Linked DNA regions of Mus musculus: regions 2 and 3 are each linked to region 1. A link is a contact called in public HiCAR-type and promoter capture Hi-C data. All regions are on one chromosome and are shown on one strand. Each heading gives the region's core, a stretch centred on a gene start, on an enhancer-like site or on the middle of the called end of the contact. The rest is flanking DNA. Distances are from core to core; before and after follow the strand shown.

What was found. Promoter capture Hi-C pulls out the DNA fragments that hold promoters and counts their contacts. HiCAR-type assays count read pairs that join an accessible place to other places.
Region 2: a contact with region 1 is called in a promoter capture Hi-C map of liver, with 2.9 times the contacts expected there. The contact joins the promoter of 1700034J05Rik here to the promoter of 3010003L21Rik in region 1. A contact is called at or near these places in 2 of 39 promoter capture datasets (cranial neural crest and liver).
Region 3: a contact with region 1 is called in a HiCAR-type map of astrocytes, with 5 times the contacts expected there. The contact joins the promoter of Mrps35 here to the promoter of 3010003L21Rik in region 1. A contact is called at or near these places in 6 of 39 promoter capture datasets (3T3-L1-derived adipocytes, embryonic stem cells, hippocampal neurons and 2 more) and 2 of 115 datasets of contacts at active chromatin or transcription factors (astrocytes and pancreatic cancer cells).

The regions. Positions count from the first base shown.
Region 1 is chr6:148,942,794-148,947,268 of GRCm38.p6, reverse strand. It overlaps 3010003L21Rik (RIKEN cDNA 3010003L21 gene), which reads right to left and starts at 2,412. Exons shown (of 2, transcript NR_144294.1): 1 at 849-2,412; 2 at 140-332. It overlaps Sinhcaf (SIN3-HDAC complex associated factor), which reads left to right and starts at 799. Exons shown (of 6, transcript NM_019643.4): 1 at 799-977. RefSeq lists a cis regulatory region at 615-621 and an enhancer at 602-636.
Region 2 is chr6:146,952,410-146,956,884 of GRCm38.p6, reverse strand. It overlaps 1700034J05Rik (RIKEN cDNA 1700034J05 gene), which reads left to right and starts at 2,464. Exons shown (of 3, transcript NM_001164236.1): 1 at 2,464-2,596; 2 at 3,299-3,999; 3 at 4,388-4,475. The coding sequence starts at 3,343. All of the region lies in intron 2 of Ppfibp1 (PTPRF interacting protein, binding protein 1 (liprin beta 1)), which reads right to left.
Region 3 is chr6:147,040,191-147,044,665 of GRCm38.p6, reverse strand. It overlaps Mrps35 (mitochondrial ribosomal protein S35), which reads right to left and starts at 1,896. Exons shown (of 8, transcript NM_145573.2): 1 at 1,766-1,896. The coding sequence starts at 1,871.

The DNA of each region.
Region 1 (4,475 bases), core at 1,163-3,662:
GAAAGTGGCACCATTCCCACGGTAATTACCACCATGAAATTCGCAGAGGCTTGAAAACTTCAGTTCAAGTGAGCAAAGCAAAACCACTCAGTTATGGGTTGGGTCATGTTTGAGAGGGACAAGACGGAATTACTGAATGGACCATTTCAAAATGCGACTTTATTAAACAATTTATCATCAAAGCCCCAAAGAACGAAAACTCTGTTGGAGAATTGAAATTTTAATTTGTGTGTGCATGTGGTGCGCGGGGCGAATTTGCAGAAGTTGGTTATTGCCTTCAGGTGATCAGACTTGAAAGTACCAGTTGAGCAGTCTCACAAGCCAGGCAGGCCCTGAAAGACAAAATGTAAAGCTCACCTTCAAACAGAGTTTAGGAAAGGCAGGAACAAGTACAAACTGAGTGGTTCCACGACAACTTTCTCTGCCACCTCAAGCCAGAAACTGGGCATAGGTGCGCGAATGCTGCAAAAGCAGCTTCCAGAACTTTCCAAGCTCAGTAGCTTCCTAAGGGGTGCCATTCGGTGAGGACAACGCTCACCTTTACACCTTTCGCGTCCTGCCACGCCCCCGCGTCGCCTCCTTTTCCCCCGGGGGCTGGGGAGGGCGTTTGTTTACGTGACGTTGCGGAGTAGGCAGGACCCGCCCCCGTCCCCGCGGGCCGCCGCGTTTCCCGCGCCTCGCCGCTTCTCCCCTTAAAAGGACAATAGAGGCCGCGGGAACGCGCGCGGACGCCCTGCCCTCTCCCCGCCCAGCCCGCGGCGCGCACGCGCCCGTATGCAAATCAGCTCGATTCAAGAGAATTTGGTCCCGGGAGCCGCGCCTGCGCAGAGGGAAAGCGGAATCTATACCTCCGTTCGCGGTAGCAACTGAAGAACTGCTGGAGACAATCTTTCTGGACTCGGCGCTGGCGGAGGGAGTGCTTGCAGGAGGTTGGCCTGGTGCAGTTTGCACCGTGGGGACGCTGCTGCGCGTGGAAGGTGAGTGATTCTAGTCCGGACATCGGTGCAAAACTGTCTCCGAGGTTTTGTTTTCTGTGATTTTTTTTTTTTCTTTCCTCCCTTTACCTCCCCCGCCTCCTCCGTCCTTCCCATACACAAACACACAGGAAGTTTTGTCTTGGAGATGGCATTGCGGGGAGCGCTGCCCTCGTGCTCTCCGGACTCCAGATTCTTTTGTACAGAGGCGTTGGAGATGCGCTTCTTAATTGAGGAGGATATTTGAGGTAAACCGAAAGTCAGGGTGTGGGGAAAGTGAGTGCAGCGTGGAAACGAACGAGCTGCGGCGGACTTGCATCCACGCTGAAAGTGACAATGACTTTTCTAGGTCGTAGTGTTTCCTGCAGACCCGGAGAGCAGGGTCGGGGTCGCAGATCCCGTGTGGGCTCTGCTCTGGCCAGGGGCTTGGGCTCCGCGTGCACCCGCGTGTTGCGCTACCCCGGCGCTCGCGACGGTGTTTGCACGCGGGTGAACAACAAAGCCGGAGCTCGGAAACTAACTTGCCAGTTCCTGGAGCCGGCGGCCACACAGGCTGAAGGCAGCTGGTGAGGGCCAGCGCCGGGATGGCGCGACGCACGCGGCGTGGCGTTGTTGGAGAAGTCCGCAGGGACGCGGCTGCGACAATGAGCGCGCAGCACGCGGTCTTTGCACTCGGCCGGTGCCGAGTGGTCTCTGCAGCCCAAAGTTCGCTGTCCGTCTGGTCACCTGTAGCGTGGGTGCGGGCGACACGGGAGGGGTGGCCGTGGCCCGCGGCACCAAACAGTGCGGATGAAGGCGGCGGCGCGGTCCGCTGCTTGAGGCACCCAACTCTTTTTTTTTTTTTTTTTTTCCCTTTTTGTTGTGTGTGCTTCACCTGACAAGCCACGTGCTTAGGGCCGCGACCGTGCTACATCTCAGTGTCCAGCTCGGAGTGAGCCGCGGGCTGCGGTCGCCGTCGGGGCTGTCGGGAGCAGGACAATGTGATTTCCTGGTGATGGCGTCTTGCCAGTTTCCAAAGCACAGCGAAAGTCGCCAACTCGCAGCATATGCACGGCGGCGGGGACCTCTGGGCGTTTCTCATCCGGGACTCCGCAAAAGTTTGGCCCCAGGGACCAGTGGCTCAGGATACCCGAGCTCGCGTGGGTCCCCGGGCGCGGGTCCGGGTCGCCCCGACGTCGCCGATGCCGCCGGACAACAAAGGGCCGCGTGTGCCCGAGCGGCGCGGGCCGGGCGGGGCGCGGGGCGGCTTTTGTCCCTTAGGTCCTCTCGGAAACTTCAGCGGCGGCTCAGCGAGGCTGTGTCCGTGGGGGCGCCTCGGCCTGCGGGTCACCCATGCGGAGCGACGGAGCGCTGCTCGGCGGGACGCACGCGTGGCCGGGGCTCCGAGGCACGGGAGGCCGCGTCTGGGAGGTCCGTGCATCCGCCTTTGAAGTGGAACTGTTGCCATGTTTGAATTACGTCAGGCCGAGCGTGCGGAGCGGCCCGGGAGCAGAGGCGCGGCCTTCGGGCGGCGCCGGCGGGGCGCGGGCCGTTGTTCCAGCGCAGGTGAGGGCGGCGGATGGCGCGTGGTGCCCGGGGACCCCGGAGCGCTGGGCTCCCTCCAGGAGTGGAGCTCCGCGCCCTACCCAGGACCTCCGACTACACGCGGGGAAGTTTCGGGGCGCCGGCTCTTGCCCCTCTTGGAAGTGGAGACTGAGGAACTGGGGGTGCGTGCAGCCTTTGTGTGTTTACACGTGGGGCGACCGGCGAGGCGCAGGGCAGGTTGGGTTGGGCGGCTTTTAAGACGGAGCAGTTCTGGTAACCAGCACCCCAGTCCGCCTCTTGTTATTTTTCTTCTCACCTTTCCTTATTGCAGGTGAAGAATGACTACGAGCCAGACGTGCACCGTGTCCCCCCTCCCCCTCCATGTTAGGAGTTCGTTTCAAGTAGGCTCTTGGTCTTCTCTTAATGCTTTCTAAAGAAGGATCCGGCAACTTTTTTAGTGAGAGGTGGACGTAAAACTTGTTTCTAGCAGTGTCCGGAAAACATCTGCTTTTGAACTGAAGTTTGTCAGACTTGAAAATCATTTTAATGGTTTTTGTGCTGCAAAACTGAACGCGAAAGTCTGGGGTTCGTTTTTTGAGTCCCCGCAAAGCATAAATGCATTTAAAGTATTCTGAGGATGTTTTGTGTTTTGACCTTAAAGTATGCAGGACTCAGATAAATCTTAGATAACCTTGAGAACTGCTGCATCTGGGGAGTAGGGCCTTTCCGAGATAAAGGATGCTGGGAGAAGTTGCCAGTGTAGGGAGCCCTTGCTAGTTTCACAATTCCTGGGAACTGGGACTGACCTTCTACTTACCCTCTTACACTTTTTTCAAGCTAACTTTTTGGTATGTGGCTCCAGGCATAGCTCAAAAATTATGCTCGTTTGACACATGGATGCTTCTTTGGTATTTGGGGTTTGCTTGCAGTCTAGACATCCAGCCCAGCAACACCATATCTGTTGCGACTTTCACAATTAATCCTGTGTTTCAGTTAGCTTGTTTTCATCTAGATGTGGCCTTGACTGGGAAATAATAATTTTTGAAGTGAATAGAGAGTGTGTCAAGAAAATTAAAAACCTTGGATATTACAACCTTGGCTTTCCTTTGGGTGACTCCAGGGACATGTGAAAATAACATGAGGTACTTTGCAAACATTGTTTTGTTTTTAAGTAGACTACTTACTGCAAGACTTCAGCTTCCTAGGAAAGTCTATACACACATGTAGAACTAAATGATTCTGTTATTATCAAATGATGTTTCTAAGAGAGATTTGAATGAGTTAAGAGAGAAAGAAAAGCAAGGTCTTCACTGCCTTCTTTTATTTTTGTGGGTGGCTGGAGATTTTAAAGAACATCTGTGTGTGTGTATCTTCATATATGAGGCCAGGTGACTATTGGGGATAGTCACCTCAACCACATGAATTTAGGGATCAAATTCAGGTAGGTGGTCAGGCTTCATTGGCTGAGTCATCTTGCCAGCCCTGTTTTAAATGCCCACCCTCAAAACTTGCTATGCTTGTTTTGAACCCCATGATATAGCACCTGTTAGATAAGTGTTGTACCACTGAGCTGCCTCCACAGGTATAAAATGCCACCCCCCTCCCCAAGACAGGGGTTCCATTGTAGCCTTGGTTGTCCTACAAATCACTTTTTAGACCAGACTGGTCTTGAATTTGGAGATCCACCTGCCTCTGCCTCTGCCTTCCAAATGCTTGGGATTAAAGGCCCATGCCACTGCCAGCCAACTAAAATAAACTTTTAAATGGGAAAATATTTTTCTCTTGTTTTGATCTCTCTTTCTCTCTCTGAAGATTAATTAATGTGTGTTGGCATTTTGCCTTTATGTATGTCTGTGTGAGGGTGCCAGATCCCCTGGAACTGGAATTGTGAGCTGCCATGTGGGTGCTGGGAATAGAACCAGGGTCCTGAAGAACAGCTATCAATCTTAACTGCTGAGCCATTCCTCCAGCCTCAAT
Region 2 (4,475 bases), core at 1,215-3,714, 2.0 Mb after region 1:
AGGTGTACAGTCCAATAAACTCTGACAATGCATGCAGCCATGTAACCATGATTAAGGCTGTTGAGCCCTGTTGCTCAACAGAGGCACTATGAATGGTTACTAGCATGGGGCTTAGAACTGCACAGGCCCCAAACCATGTATGGTCTCATCAAAAATTTGGCTGAGAAAACGCAAAGAACTAAATCTTTTACATTTATTTTATGTGAAATTACAATATTTTATATGAATTACCTGAAGTACAACAAAAATAATTTTACCTGAGTCTTTCCTCTTTTTTGGAACTACTAGAAAATTAAAAGTTAATGATCTCACTTGTGCCTCAAATTGCCTTTTACTTGCAGATGGTTTTGACTTGGCAATTTGCAGGGAATACCACATCCTATTCCCAGTTCCAGGCAACTACCAATTACCTTGTATACCTGAAACATTTGATTCTAAGAGGTTTTAAAATACTTCCATTAAAATATCTACCCTGAACCTTGTAATTTTTCTTAAACATTTTGTAGAGGTTTTAAAAATAATTTTTAACATTCGTTTTTAACTTCACAAGAGTTTGAAAAGACTCATCTATAATAGTATTTGTTAATCAATATCATTTTCATTAACTGGCCTCGAATGCACTTGGGGCAATAAGTTGTCTTCCGAGGGACGTGCACAGTGGTCCTCAAATGAATGGAGGCCATTGTGCACACACACAACAGCATCTATTCACACATGCTGCGGTAGATCTGAGCCAGAGGTGGGGAACCTCCGAGAGCTTAACTTAGCCTCAGGAAGTGGAGAGAAAGCTTTATCTGTGCTCACAGGCTGAGTAGACACGCACAGCACTGAGCCAGCCGATGTGGGAGGAGAGCAGGAGAAGGGTGTTCTGGCCCGCTAGCCGGCCTGTGAGGGAGGACTCTGTGATGCCCGATGATAACAGCCAGAGACAGGCAGAGCCAGTCAACTGCATCCTGTCCGACTCATCCCAGCCCCGTCTGCTCCCTGTCTGCTTTCTTCCAGGCCCCTTCCAACTAATCTGAAAAGAATTATTATTTATAACAGGCATTCATTCTGCCTGCTGCTATTCATAGTCATCTTCACTTACTCTAGATTCTTTTTACCATCTGTCTGATTTTCCAAAACACAATAAACACTCTAGGTAGACTTTCTGCCACTGTATTTCTATGGTACAGGAGACTGCAGAGAGTCTCCCATAGGCTAGTCAAGAGCTCTACCACTGAGCCACACCCACAGCCCCGAGCCCCACTTTCTATTAGGTTAACTTGGCTCTGCCTCTAGGTTAGGTTCCTTCTCAGCAGTCAACTTTGAGCATGTCTGCCCTCCCCTCTCTTCTCACCCATCTCCACCTTTTCCTTCACAGTGCCCTGAGGACTAGAAGAACAAGAATCATCTGAATGTCTGAATTTTAAGCATTTTGCTATTAGTCTCCTAAGAAGACCTCAGCTTGTTTCTTGGGAAGCCTACATCCTATCATCCCTTCAAACTTTTTTTTTTTGTCTTTTGGTAAAACCATTGCACCCAAATTATAATGTAGCCAAAGGGAGAACTGTTGGCCATCAACAGTGTCCACAGTTTCTAAACACAGCAAGTGGCACTCACCTCACCCTCCTAGCCAAAGGATTCCCACTGGGTCTTTTGAATGTACTCAGGGGGGATGGTTTCTACCATGGCTCCCTTGCTAGACTGGGTTCCTTTACTATGACCCCCATAGTCAGGTTAGGTTCCCAGCATCCACATCAGGAGACTCACAACCATCTGTAACTCTAGTTACAGAGGACCCAAGGCTCTGGCATCTATGTGGTGTACATACACAGACACACATACATGAAATCATTAATTAGTTAGTTAATTAATTCCTGCTACAAGTGGCAGAACATAGGGTCTGAAACTTGTTAGGCACTCAACTGTCCGGTGTGTGTGTGTGTGTGTGTGTGTGTATGAGGTATTTCTGATATAAACTAAGACAAGAGGATACCAGCCTGAGCTACATTCAATCTTCTTGCTTTGGTCTCCCAAGAGCTAGATTACAGATATATACTATATGGTCATCATTCATTAATTTCAAAAGCAGCAAAATAAGTAGGTAGCCTGCATTCTCTAGAGACACAGAAACAACAGGAAATTTTAATGTATAAAAAGAGACTAGTTACAAAGAATTGCTGAGAAGTTCCAAGATCTGCCCCCTGTAATCTACAGACCTAGCATGGCAGTGGAAACCTAAGTATGACATGTAGCAGACTAATGTGCAATCTTGGGGGATGGAAATCTTGGGGGATGGAAATGAGGGAAAATGTGAGAAAGATCTCATGGAACTGACTGATTCTAATGAAGAGAGTGCAGCCTACTATTGTATGTGCTCAGAATACTCTGAAACTGAAGGGACAGATCCTGTCCCTTTACATAATTCTGACCATAACTTGGTTCCTTTGTTGCCATGGTAACCAACAGTCTTGGAACACAAACTTCTCAGAAGCAGTTGGGCTTTACATCACTGAGACATGGGCTCTGAAGGGTTTCTGACTCCATCACTTTGTCTCCACTGCTGGAAGCGCCTGTCTCATCTGGGCAGCCCTCAGATCAGGGCATGACAAAGGCATGAGCATGTGTGTGAGTGTGAGTGTGTGGTCTTCCAGGTTTGCTTACAGGGAGATTATGGAAAATGCAGAATAAACATGCCATCAGATGGTGGGAAGATGGGTGCTCAAATGACAGTCACCTTTCTGGAAAGCATTCTGGTATCAATTATTATGTCTATATATTTATGATCTTTGGTCCACTAACTCCATGGATCATGGTATGGTCTTAAGTAACCTAGTGATCATTAATCAGCCAAGTTATTGAGTATCAGTAGGTGACACCTAAGGCTATTTAATAAGAAAGTAGTTAAGAATATTAGAATAGCCATAGGTTATTATAAACTTGATAATAAGTTTCTATTGATGTGAGAACCACATGTATTTGGATATGTGTGTATATGTACATATGCGCACAGATATACATATATACTAAGAAATTAGTTACCTTGACCTCAGAAGAGTGGACTGAAAACATACTTGACTCTAGTCACACTTCCCTGTCATTTTCAAATTCTCCTTTTTGTTTATAAGCTCTCTCAGCTACTGTCAAACAAATAAGAGGCACAAAGAAGAGATGCCAGAGTGTTTTTGTCTTTACAGAGGCAGAAAGTACAAAAGGGTGGACTATACAGAGTGGAAGGAATAGTTTCAATAAGAAAAAGGAATGGGTCATATAACTTCCCCCCATAATATCATTTACTAATTTTTTTCTTCTGAAGTTTCCAGAATCAAGGAAAACTTGAGATTGGACACTCTCAGCACCATGACAACCTCACCCTCCAGCAGTGACTACAGTAGCACAGAGGATTCTATTTATGAATGCAAGTCCAACCAGAGCGCCTCGGTGGGCTACTACCCCTCTGAGAACACCTTTTCCTATGAGGACCTGGTCTCCCGTGAGGAGACAGCCTCTGTGGATTCTTTGGTCCATTTCCTCCCTCCTGTCCAAAGCACCTGGAGGACAGAGAGTTTAAGGAGACTCTTCAGGAAACGAGATCAGGTGGAGCATGACCCAGAGCAGTTCAGCAAGCTAAGCATCACACTGGCCTGGGATATCGATGTGGACTCTAACCATGCAGACTCTCTTGCTAATCTGGATCTAAATGCCCATAGCCAGTGGATGGATAAGTGGCCAGAAGACAAGACAAAACTGACTCCCTGCAAACTGTATAACCTAGTACAGAAACTTGAGACATTTCTAGGAAAAGAAAAAGGTGGCCAGCATGACGGCTGTGTGCTCCCTGAATCTACTCAGAAGGAAGATGTCCACCTCAACAGCACTACCCCTCCACATACTGCTCAGGTCAGTCCTAAAGAACGTGATGTTTGTCAAGACTTGTCCAAGCAAAGATCCCTGGAAAATGAAGATATCTGTCAGGTGCTAGAGGATCCTCCAAGGTTACTGAAAGACGAAGTTGTGGTGAGCACAGAGATGCATGCCTCCCAGGAGAGCAAGGGGCAGGACTGGGGAAGACAAGGTTGGACAGTGGAGCCTCACTCTCACTACCTGCTGTGAGGCAAGGTGGGCCCCAGGAGACTAGGACAGGGGGGAAGATAACAGTAAGGAGAGGAGATGGGGCACTGTAGGAAAGATACTACAGAGCACAGAGGGAGGGAAGAGGGGTAGGCACAGCAACCCTCAACCACAACCACATAAAAATGGAAGTGTGTGTTCTAGTCAGTTTGTCTCGAAACTTTGCTATATTTGGGCTATTTGGGCAAATGGGCTTGGGTTCTATAAAGGAGTAGACAGCAGGCCCACTGATTTTGACACTACATGCATCTAACTCATCCTGTTTTCTCAGCAGGAGATAAGACAGGCATCTGAGAGCTCCTTGGAAACCTCCTCCGTGTCATCCCCTCAGCCAGAGGGTGCTTCCCGCTCACACAACATAT
Region 3 (4,475 bases), core at 647-3,146, 1.9 Mb after region 1:
TAGAAACCCCAGATACTTTGTACCTCAGCTTTGACTTGGCACATTCATGGTCCTCAGTGAACTTGGAGTTTGTTTGCTTGAATTTCTAAGAGGAATTCCTCTTTCAATGATGGAAGTCTGAGTATTCCAAAATACTGAAGAGATGCCCTTGGCCAGAAGGTAAAGAAGAGATATGCAAGTATATTTCAGGAAGCAGAAACTCTGCTAAAGGAATTCTTAGTCTCTGCCATGGTGGGACAATCTATAGGCTTTTTATGGTACTATTCACTTTTGGGCTGAATCTACAGAGAAATGCGCATCATCCCATCTTGAGTGATGCAGACTAGGAATGTCCGCAACATCAGACTCAGTCTTCAGAGCACAAGGAGATGCTTGCTACTGAGATGCTTATTCCTACAGTGCCAAACAGCTGGCCACAGCTGCATTTAGTTCACATTGCCAAATACCCCTCTTATCTGACCTTATAGATTAGAGAGAGCACAAAAAATAGAAACAAGTAAATGAACTCAGACTCAGTATGGCTGATATTGAAAAAAGGACAGACAACTGAAGAGGGTCACCATATTTAATGTGCATCCACAAGACAGGCTTAGCAAAGGGTTTCTAATCCCTGTAAACGGCACTAACACTCATCCAACGGCTCAGGAAAGGGTTTATCTTCAAGGCCTACATCAAATCCATCAGTAAATCCTACTTGGCTTCATCCTCAAACTACATCCGATAATAAGCCAAACCACCTTCTGCACTGTTACCATCATCTTGCTTGGAATACCAACAGCCTCCAAATAGGTCTTGCAGTCTTACCCTGCTGAAGTGAGTCACCACGCAGATGCCAGTGATAGATCCTTCACAAGTAGAAACCATGTCACTTCTCTATTATAGTGTGATCCTCGACTTCTAACAAAGTCCAAGCTCAAATCAAAACCAAACGCCCCCAAATCCTTAAAGCTCAGCCCACTACTCTGACATCTTGGATTGCCACTCGACCCTTTACTTGAACACCTCTGGCCCGGGTGTCCCTTTCTTTTCCTTGATCATGTCTAACCTCTTTGAGAAGAACAGCGCTCTTCTCTCAAATCGTCGTGACTGCTCAAACATCTTTTCCTCTGGGAGGTTTCTCCTCACTATTCCATCCTACCTTATAGCCACTTCTTCAACAGCATATCGTTTTCAATACTGTGCTTTCTTTTTCTTCGTGATAATAAGTTTTATTGTTACCGTTTACCTGTGTCTACGCGCTACTTCAAAACTTTGATAGACTGCTAACCTCTGCAACTCTGCCTAACACACTTAAGAGAATAAAAGAGCGAAAACTTGGGGATAGACACATCTTAGGACTATGAGGAGCCACTATGATGTATTAAGTAATCTATAATTTGCCCGGAAACCATTTGTGGATTTTCAACAAGGGAGTGGAAAGGCACGACGTGCTGTGAGCAGGTCTGCAGGAGAGCGAGCGCGGAAGGAAGAAGCATGCCCTGCAGGAGAGGCGGCGGGGAAGGCCCTGGTGGGCAGGTGCCCGCTCCTGGCCGAGCCTTTCCTGCTGCCCACTCTTGCACGCGGCTCCCATCGCTGCATTCCCTCCAGCCCCACGCTTGCACCGCCTCTCACACTACAGTGCGCCCCGAACCCCTGCGGTGTGCCGGGCTCAGCGAACGCACTCGTGGAAATGCGCGACGACCTCCAGAAAAACACAGGAAGGTCACGGAGCGCACGGCCTCCTTTCTCCCCGCCCCCCAGCCCGCAGCGACGCACCCACACTCACGCGGGCCGGCTCTCGGAGCCGCGGGGCTGGCGACCGAGGAGAAGGTGCGCAGGACGCGCGCTCCCGGGCACAGGGTCTGCCTCAGCTGCAGCGCGGCGGCCGCCATGATAAAGGACGGCGAGCCGGAGCGGACAAGCACCGCCGGGAGGGGGCGGGACCGGAAGTGTGTAACCTGGGAACGGAAGAGCACTGGGCAAAGGGATAGTGGAGCTGTGGCTCTTGGTTGACTGTTGTGGAATGATGGGGACTCTGACCTAGAAGTCTCACAGTCTACGTCTACTGGCCTGTTTGTTTGTTTGTTTGTTTGTTTGTTTGTTTGTTTGTTTTAATGGCTGCTCTAAGACGTTTTTCTCCTTTCCCGTTTATTTGTATATTTTATGTATATCGGTGTTTTCCTGCATATCAGCACACCATGTGCCTGTATTGCTCACTGCGCCAGCAGCGGACATGGAGTTAGGGAAATAATGGGCTTCCTCGTGGATGCTGGAAACCGAACCTTAGTCCCTTGGAAGAGTAGTCCCTGCTTAATCAATGCACCACCTCTCCACCTCTTCAGCCCATTTTTTTCTTTGTTCCATTTTCTTCCTTCTCCTTCTGCCCTTTCTCTTTCTTTACAATCATGCTGCTCTAGTCTCCCAATTGCTGGAATATAGCATAACACCTAGCTTTTAATTACTCTGTGTGTGTGTGTGTGTGTGTGTGTGTGTGTGTGTGTGTGTGTGTGTGTGTGTGCACTAGTAAGAGAACAGTTTAAGGGAATTAGTTCTTTGGTTCTATCCCATCACCACCTAGGTTCTGAGGGTTAAACTCCAGGGGTAAGGCTTTAACATTTTAGCAGTCTTTATAGTTTTTTTGTTTTGTTTTTTTCCGAGACTGGGTTTCTCTGTGTAGCACTGGCTGTCCTGGAGCTCACTTTGTAGACCAGGCTGGCCTCGAACTCAGAAATCCGCCTGCCTCTGCCTCCCGAGTGCTGGGATTAAAGGCATGCACCATCATGCCCCAATGCCGTTATACTTCTTAAATGACTGCCATCCAACAGAGAAAGTAACAAGCACCAGAGGCAAAGGCCTTGGGGGATGAGGGGACAACACAATGGCACAGTGTGGCTGCACCCCTACCACTTTGTTTGTTTGTTCAAGTGGCCTTTTGAACTAGATTGTTCGAGTTTAAATTTTGACCTTGTCTTTTCATGTATTATTTTTGCGGTGGACCAGAACTGGATTCCTTAGACCAGTGCAGAAAGGCCCATAACCTTAAGTAGCTCTTGCTTCATAGGCTCTGGCTTCCATGAGCACCTGCAGTCATGTGCACAGTCCTATGGCTCACACACACAGATTAAAAATCATCTTTACAAGTAACTCCTTTATAAAGTATCAGTAAGCAAAGATGGTTTACAGTATAAAGCATGTATTAGTTTGCCAGCAGAAGTTTCTAAACTGTAATTTTTCAGCTGGAAAGGCTTTGGAAGTACAATCATCCACTGGTGGCTTATGTTCTTATTAAATTCTGCAAGGGGACTCCACATTTTCAGTTTTCATTGATCTCTACAGATTACATAGGTAATTCTGGGTAGAACAATTGAAAAACTTTAAGCCTTCTTTTTTTAATGGTCGTTTACTAATTTGAAGCCTAGGTTAATATGAGGGATAATTTTCAATAAAAACTAAGTTCTTTTTAAAAAGCATGTGAACAAAGCTCATCTGTTTCCAGATAAAGTACCAATCTCCAGGCAGGGAGAGAGCATGCAGCCGCTTCAGTCACCAGAACAGCACTGATTACATCATGAGATGGAGTTAAGAACGTGCATATGTGTTGGGGAGGGAAGACTGGAGAGGTGGCACAGCACTTAAAAGCAGTAACTGCTCTTCTAGAGGACCCTAGTTCAATTCCCAGCATCCATATGGTGCTTCACAATCATCTGTAATTTCAGCTACAATGCCCTCTTCTGGCTTTCACAGGTACCAGGCATGCATGAGGTGCAAGGACATTCGTGAAGGCAAAATAATCATACATAATAAATAAATAACCTTTAAAAGAAGAAAAAAAAGGCTCTCCATTGGGCATGGTAACACATGCCTTTAACTCAAAAGGCATAGGCAGGTGGTTTTCTGTGTGTTGGAGGCCAGCCTGGTCTATGTAGTGAGTTACAAGTTACCCAGTGATTGTCCTAAAAAAGGAAAAATAAATAAATAAGCCCAGGATCATAGGATCAGAAGTAAGGAGGATACAACATCTGCCCCAACACTGGACGTAACTGAGACCATTGGGACCCAGGCACCCAGGAACTCTGCCCGACCAGTGACATAGGTTTCTTCCAGTCTGAGTCAGTGCCCTAGACAGACCTTGGACACAAACTCTGCAGCCAGTCCTACAACACCCAGAGGAAGCTCCACTCCCAGGCACTCTAATAAGCTCTGGATCAAAGAATCAGAGGTGCCCTGAGCAGACCTTGGGTGCTGAATCCACAGCCAGTCCCACAACACTCAGAAGTAGCTCCACTCTCAGGTGCTCTAACACGCCCAGGATCCCAGGAGCTTGGTCACACCAACATCTCAGAGTCCCTAAGGCAGCTTGACTCCCAGGAGCTCTGACATATCCAGGATCTCAGGATCACAGAATCACAGGATCACAGAGACAGCTGAACTCTGAGGAGTTCTGACACAACCAGGATCACAGCAAGGACAGACTCATGTCAGATATTAGGAGGGCA